Regions from separate parts of the Macaca mulatta genome. Here region 1 is linked to region 2. A link is a contact called in public Hi-C data. All regions are on one chromosome and are shown on one strand. Each heading gives the region's core, a stretch centred on a gene start, on an enhancer-like site or on the middle of the called end of the contact. The rest is flanking DNA. Distances are from core to core; before and after follow the strand shown. Region 1 holds the start of PHPT1 (phosphohistidine phosphatase 1). Region 2 holds the start of TRAF2 (TNF receptor associated factor 2).

What was found. A called contact is a pair of places that touch in the nucleus more often than the background predicts.
Region 1: a Hi-C map of liver shows a contact between it and region 2, with 4 times the contacts expected there. The contact joins the promoter of PHPT1 here to the promoter of TRAF2 in region 2. A contact is called at or near these places in 2 of 14 Hi-C or Micro-C datasets (CD4 T cells and liver).

Annotation. Positions count from the first base shown.
Region 1 is chr15:5,617,501-5,620,861 of T2T-MMU8v2.0, reverse strand. PHPT1 (phosphohistidine phosphatase 1) reads left to right here and starts at 1,445. Exons shown (of 4, transcript XR_013405256.1): 1 at 1,445-1,626; 2 at 2,009-2,133; 3 at 2,437-2,556; 4 at 2,749-3,016. It also overlaps a transcript of AJM1 not described here.
Region 2 is chr15:5,579,390-5,582,640 of T2T-MMU8v2.0, reverse strand. TRAF2 (TNF receptor associated factor 2) reads left to right here and starts at 1,425. Exons shown (of 11, transcript NM_001194792.3): 1 at 1,425-1,444.

The DNA.
Region 1 (3,361 bases), core at 196-2,695, 38 kb before region 2:
CCTAGCCCTACTTCGAAGCCAGGGAAGGGGACACCAAGTGAGAGAAACTGGGCACCCCCGCCCCCGCTCCCGCACCCGGCGCGCCCACCTCGTCCCCGCGCGTCTGCACCGGCCAGGCGTCCCGCTTGCCCACCCGCCGCCGCGCCCCGCGCCCCGCGCCCCCTGCCCCAGGGCCTCTGCATTCGGCCCCACCCCAGAGGGCCGGCCAGGAACGCCCCTGGACCGAAATAATTTCCAGGAGGCAAGAGCTTTCGAACCAAGTAAAATAGAACTTGAATGTAGTGGCTGCTGTTGCCTCCTTGTGCGGGTAGCGGGGTTGGGGACGGAGGCGTTCGGGCGGTGGAGAGGGGAGAGAGGGAGGCGTTCGGGCGGTGGAGACGGGAGAGAGGGAGGCGTTCGGGCGGTGGAGAGGGGAGAGAGGGAGGCGTTCGGGCGGTGGAGGGAGGAGGGGGAGGCCTTCGGGCCATGGAGAGGGGAGGGGGAGGCCTTCGGGCGATGGAGAGGGGAGGGGGAGGCCTTCGGGCGATGGAGGCTGAGAGGAGGAGGACTTCGGGCGATGGAGAGGGGAGAGGGGGAGGCCTTCGGGCGGTGGAGGGGGGAGGGGGAGGCCTTTGGGCGATGGAGGCTGGGAGGAGGAGGCCTTCGGGCGGTGGAGAGGGGAGGGGGAGGCCTTCGGGCGGTGGAGAGGGGAGGGGGAGGCCTTCGGGCTTTGGAGGGGGAGGGGGAGGCCTTCGGGCGGTGGGGGCTGGAGGGAGGAGGCCTTCGGGCAATGGAGAGGGGAGAGGGGGAGGACTTCGGGCGGTGGAGGGGGGAGGGGGAGGCCTTCGGGCGATAGAGAGGGGAGAGGGGGAGGCCTTCGGGCGATGGAGGCTGCGGGGAGGAGGCCTTCGGGCAATGGAGAGGGGAGAGGGGGAGGCCTTCGGGCGGTGGAGGGGGGAGGGGGAGGCCTTCGGGCGGTGGAAGGGGGGAGGGGGAGGCCTTCAGACGGTGGAAGGGGGAGGGGGAGGCCTTCGGACGGTGGAGGGGGGAGGAGGAGGCCTTCGGGCGGTGGGGGCCACGGGGAGGGTGGTCTTCGGACTACGTGCGGGACGGGAGATCAGGGCTGGGACGTCCCTCAGGCCTCCCTCCTTGCCCCAGCTTCGCGGGCCGCCTAACTGCCCAGCTCCAAGGGTGCCACCGGACCCCGCTGGAGAGGAACTTTTCCGTTGGCTGGATTTAATCACCCCCCATTCCCGGTTCCACGTTTCCTTTAAGTGGGGCTAGTGGGGCTGACAGGGCCGCAAGGCGGCAAGGAACTGGATTGCGATTGGTTAGCGCGTGCCTCGGTCGGCGGTACAATTGGCTGAGGCGCTGGGTCTTGGGCAGCATTCCCCGACGGGATTGGTCGCCGCTTTCCCAGAGCCCGCCTTCCGCAGTACAAGCGGTCCCCGGGTCGGGTGGGAGGAGGGGCCTCCGGGACGAAGAACATGGCGGCGGCGGACCTCGCTCACATTCCTGATGTGGACATCGACTCCGACGGTGTCTTCAAGTATGTGCTGATCCGAGTCCACTCGGCTCCGCGCTCCGGCGCTCCGGCTGCGGAGAGCAAGGAGATCGTGCGCGGCTACAAGTGGGCCGAGTACCATGGTGAGGGCGGGGCCTGCCGGCGTGCGAGGGGCGGGGCTGGCGAGGCGGGGGCGGGGCTTGGCGGGCCGGGGTGGGTGCTGCGGGCCACCGACTGCGTTCTGCTCCCAGCCCTGCCCCTGCTAGGTTTGAGCCAGGCTCAGGTCCTGGGCGGGAAAGGCGTGACCCAGCCTGACACCCCCCGCCTCACGACAGTCTCCCAGTCCCCGAGCTCGCCCCGGTTCCACCCTCCTCTCATTCATCCCTGTCCCAGCCTCAAGGGGCTTCGTCTCCTCTGGGGAAGAGGCTGTTCAGAGCTGGGATTTTAGACCTCTTCGGCCGGGAGTTCCTCCCGCGGCCTCCAAGGGCGGCCAGGGCACGTCCTGAGGTCGCCCTCCCATCCCAGCGGACATCTACGACAAAGTGTCGGGCGACATGCAGAAGCAGGGCTGTGACTGTGAGTGTCTGGGCGGCGGGCGCATCTCCCACCAGAGCCAGGACAAGAAGATTCACGTGTACGGCTACTCCATGGTGAGCCGCAGCCCCGTCCCGCCCTGCTGGAGGCCCCGGTTCCAGCTTCGAGGCCCACCTGAGTCTGCTGCCCTGACCCGTGGCCCCAGATGAGCACGCAGGCTTCCCGGGGTTCTCCCAGGGTGGGCGGCAGAGCCCTCCTTCCAGGGCCAGTTGTGTTCCTGCATTCCCCCATGGAGCACATGCCAGACCTGAGGGGCGGGAGGGAGACCCCCAGACATGGCCTGCCGTTCCCTCTCCCTGCCCCCGGAGGCCTTGCTGGGCTCTAGCTGTCCTCCAGCACTTTGCGCCCTGGGCCCCCAGAGGCAGTCAGTACCTGGGTGGAGTTCAGAGTCCCCGCCCGTGCTCTTCACAAAAACCACCAGCAGATGAGAGCCACGTGCGTCCCTCTGGGTGCCTCAAGCCCCAGGATCCACCCTCAAGGTTTGCTTGCCTGTGGAGGTCGCCTCTCCCCAGGGGAGCCCCCAAGGGCAGTCGGGATGGTGGGTTTGGCACCCCCAGGCACTCTCTCCCTTTCCCACACTCGCTTCTGGTGTGGCTGGTGGCTGGATGCCCAGAGCCAGGGCATGGGGTCGAAGGGTCCAGGTGGTGCCAGCAGGCGTCTTCTCTCTCCAGGCCTATGGTCCTGCCCAGCACGCCATTTCAACTGAGAAAATCAAAGCCAAGTACCCCGACTACGAGGTTACCTGGGCTAACGATGGCTACTGAGCACTCCCAGCCTGGGGCCTGCTACCTCCAGCAGCCATGTCAGAGCCCCCGCCTTTGCCTGCACCCCTTTCGGGGCTGGCCCTGCCTGCTTCTGCGGCAGCCCCTGGTGACCTGCCGTCTGCCAGGCTTTGCAGACAGGCTAGCTTGACCACAGAATTAAACGTGTTGCCACGCCTCCCAGTCTCTGAACTCTGTCCTTGGCTTCCGCACCGTGCGTCACCACCTCCAGGGCCCCCCAGACCCTAACTAAAGCAGGTGGGTGGGGGAGCACAGGAGTGGCCCCAGGGAGTGGCCATGCACACTCAGCCCTTTGGGGTCTGATAAGGGGGCCCTGGTGATGGCCTGATTGCTCTTCCCACGGTCACTGTCCTCCAGGGCATCTTGGAGTCAGGGCCTGATCCCTCGGGCTGGCCAAGACCTGGGGCACCCACCAGTGCTCCCTCCTGTGAACCCATCCAAGGGCTCCCCAGTGTCCTGTCTGCCGTCTGCCCTGAGGCTTGGCCTGCAGGCTCCTTCCATG
Region 2 (3,251 bases), core at 176-2,675:
TCCATGGCTGCTTGCAGCAAACTCAGGGGTGATGACGTTGATGGAATCCAATGGCTTCCTGAGTTCCATCTCAAGGCCTTGCGGTCCCAGAAATGTGGGTTTAGGGGAGGGGAATTCCAACTACAAACCAAGTAACATGTATGAAATGTGGCATTGGCGCCTGGGGACACAGCGTGGCCTGAATAAATTATGTAACTTCAGAGCCTGCCCTGTTTTGCAGTGTATTCCATCTTTGAGCAGTCCCGTGGTCTCAGGGTCTGAATGCTTGGAGTAGACTTACCTCTGTGAACGTTTCCTTCTCTGCAAAGCGGGGAGAAAGGTCTCCATTTCACCAAAAGCTGGCTGGAGGGGAGGTGGTGTGTCCGGTGCTAGCCCGTGCACCGCCAGAGAGAACCTGCTGCAGCTCCCGTTCTCCTGAGCAGATGACGGTGCCGCCTGCCCCATGCAGCCCACAGGACTCCTAGGGCAGCCCCTGTTTTGGCCGCCAAGGCCACTGTTTTCGTTTGAGTGTCTGGAGGTCACAGGTTGTGTTTTCACTTGAGGTCAGGAGTTCAAGACCAGCCTGGCCAACATGGTGAAACCTCGTCTCTACCAAAAATACAAAAATTAGCCGGGCGTGATGGCGGGCGCCTGTAATCCCAGCTACTAGGGAGGCTGAGACAGGAGAATCGCTTGAACCCGGGAAGCGGAGGTTGCAGTGAGTCGAGATCACTCCACCGCACTCCAGCCTGGGCGACGGAGCGAAACTCCGTCTCAAAAAAATAATAATACAGTGCACAACCCAGTGGATTAGCACACCGGCCATGTCGGGCGGCCGTCACCACTGTCTGGTTGCAGAGCATTACCTCAACCCAAAAGGAGACCCATATCCTTAATACCTTACTTAAGCGTGCAGTATTCTTTTGGTCGTTTTTCATAAATGTAACCCAAATTGAGGCCCCGCTCTAAGCCCGGCACCGGGGGAGGCAGAGGGACCCGCAGGTGTCCGGCAGGTCGCGGCCGCCCCGCCAGGGCCCCACGTCCCGCGACGCGCGCCTCGTGGGAACCGGTGCCGCCCGGCCTGGGCTCCTGGCTCACCTCTCGGGTGTGCGGCAGGGGTCTCCGCACGGGGGCCACGGGAGGGGAAGCAAGGGCCTCGCTGTCTCGCCGCACCTGGGAAACCGACCCAATTGACGCGGACCCCACGGCGCAGCGCTACAACAGCTCCCGGGACCAACTCCCCGCACCAGCGCTCCGGCGCGCTCCGTGAGGAAGTAGCAGAGGGCGACTTAGGTATCCACGCCGTCTCAGCGCCGACCAATCGGCGCCCGCTACGGCTTCCTGAGGGCTCGCTGGTTGGCTCCCGTGTCCGTCCGTCAGGCCCCCTCGGCGGAGCGGTGGCGGCGGCGGCGTTGGGGGCGGTGGCTGGGCGGGCCCTTAGTTCCGGGCGCGCCGCGACCGTTGGGTGAGGCGAGTGCGGGGTCGGGGGCGAGGTCGGGCGCGGGCGCGGGGTCGGTTGCGGGGTCGGGCGCAGGCGCGGGCACCTCTCAGGGCGACTCCCGGCCGGAGCCGGAGCGGGAGCGGGGGCGGGAGAGGCCGCGGGGCGGGGGCGGGGCCAGTCCGAGGGGATTTCTCTGAGCGGCTGGGCCGGAAACCAAGTCGGAGCGGGGCTGGCGCGGGAAAGTTCGGGAACGCGCGCGGCCGTCCTCGGAGCAGCGTCGGGGCACGGTCCCGGGTCTCGCGCGGGGTCGCGGCTCCCAGCCCCGCCTGAGGCCCGTGGGCGGCCCACCGGGCCCTGCCCTGCCCCGGGTCCGCCGCTCCCCCGCGTCCTGTCGCCCCCTCCACGCTCAGGTGTGGGCCCCTCGTGTTCCCGAATCCCCGCACCCCCACCCGACTGCGTGCCCGGGCGGGTCAGGGGCGCCTCCGACCCCTGAGGCTGCTCGCGCTCCCAGCCGGGGGTCGGGGAAGACCGGTGAGGCTGGGGGCGGAGCCGACTCTGCTGCCTTCCTGCTGAGTGGCTGGGGAGACCCCGGCTGAGCCTGGGTGGAAAAGTCCCTTTGGCTGCTGGGAGGGTCGGGGGTAGCAAGGAGCCGGTGCCGGGATGGGCTGCGCCGGGTGGGACCGGGGCCAGGGCCTGGGCCTGGGATTGGCAGGGGATGTTTGTGGAAGGTAGAGCGGAGAAAAAGGAGTTAGAATGTCTGCAAGAATCTGGCCTGAGCAGCTGAAGGCTGGTGCTTCCTAGGCCAAGATGAAGGAGTCACAGCGCCCATGGCCTCTCGGGAGGCGGCCAGATGTGCAGCCTGGGGTCAGGGGAATGGTCAGGGCCAGAGCTGGGTATTTTGGAGTTGGCATTTTGCGGCCCTGAGGGCTGAGGGTCAGTGCAGAAGAGCACCAAACGCACACTCGGTGTAGGGCAGCCAGTGAAGACGGGGCTCGGAGGAGGAGGGAGCCTTGTCTGGGTCAAGTCAAGGGAAACTAGGACTGAGAACGGACCCTGCTCACATGATCTTGAAGGGACGGAATTGCTGCACTGTAACTCAATCTCTCTCCGTGTTAACAGCTCCAGTTTTTAATACGAGAAACTAAAGGTATTAATGGGTGAACACTTATAAGATTCAAGAGCTTCTCTCCTGCAACGCTTGCTTCTGATACTTTCGTATAAACAATTGTTAGGAGTTTCGGCTGTTACCAAGTTTCTATTTGGTATTGTGTTGAGCCTGAAAAAGATGGGGTTACATATAAAATTATAGTTTTATTTATTTATTTATTGAGACAGTTTTGGTCTTGTTGCCCAGGCTGGAGTGCAGAGGTGCGATCTCGGCTCACTGCAGCCTCCGCTTCGTGGGTTCAAGCGGTTCTCCTACCTCAGCCTCCCGAGTAGCTGGGATTACAGGCGCGCGCCACCACGCCCAGCTAATTTTTGTATTTTTGGTAGAGATGAGGTTTCATCATGTTGATCAGGCTGGTTTCAAACTCTTGACCTGAGGTGATCCACCCTCCTCGGCCTCCCAAAGTGTAGGGATTACAGGCATGAGCCACCGCACCCGGCCATGAAATTATAATTTTAAAGTGAACTTCGAGTATTTGGAGGGCCTCATATTCATGGCTGCATGCAGATCAGTGTTCCAGATCAATGTTCAGATGGGCTTTTATAGAAGTGGGTTAGAATCGGGTGCCACCCAGTGAACTCTTGCGTGAAGTTCAGTATTGTATGAAGCAGTCGTGCACTGTTGGTGGAGACAGGAGTCGAGGAAGTTTGAATCTCCAGCATT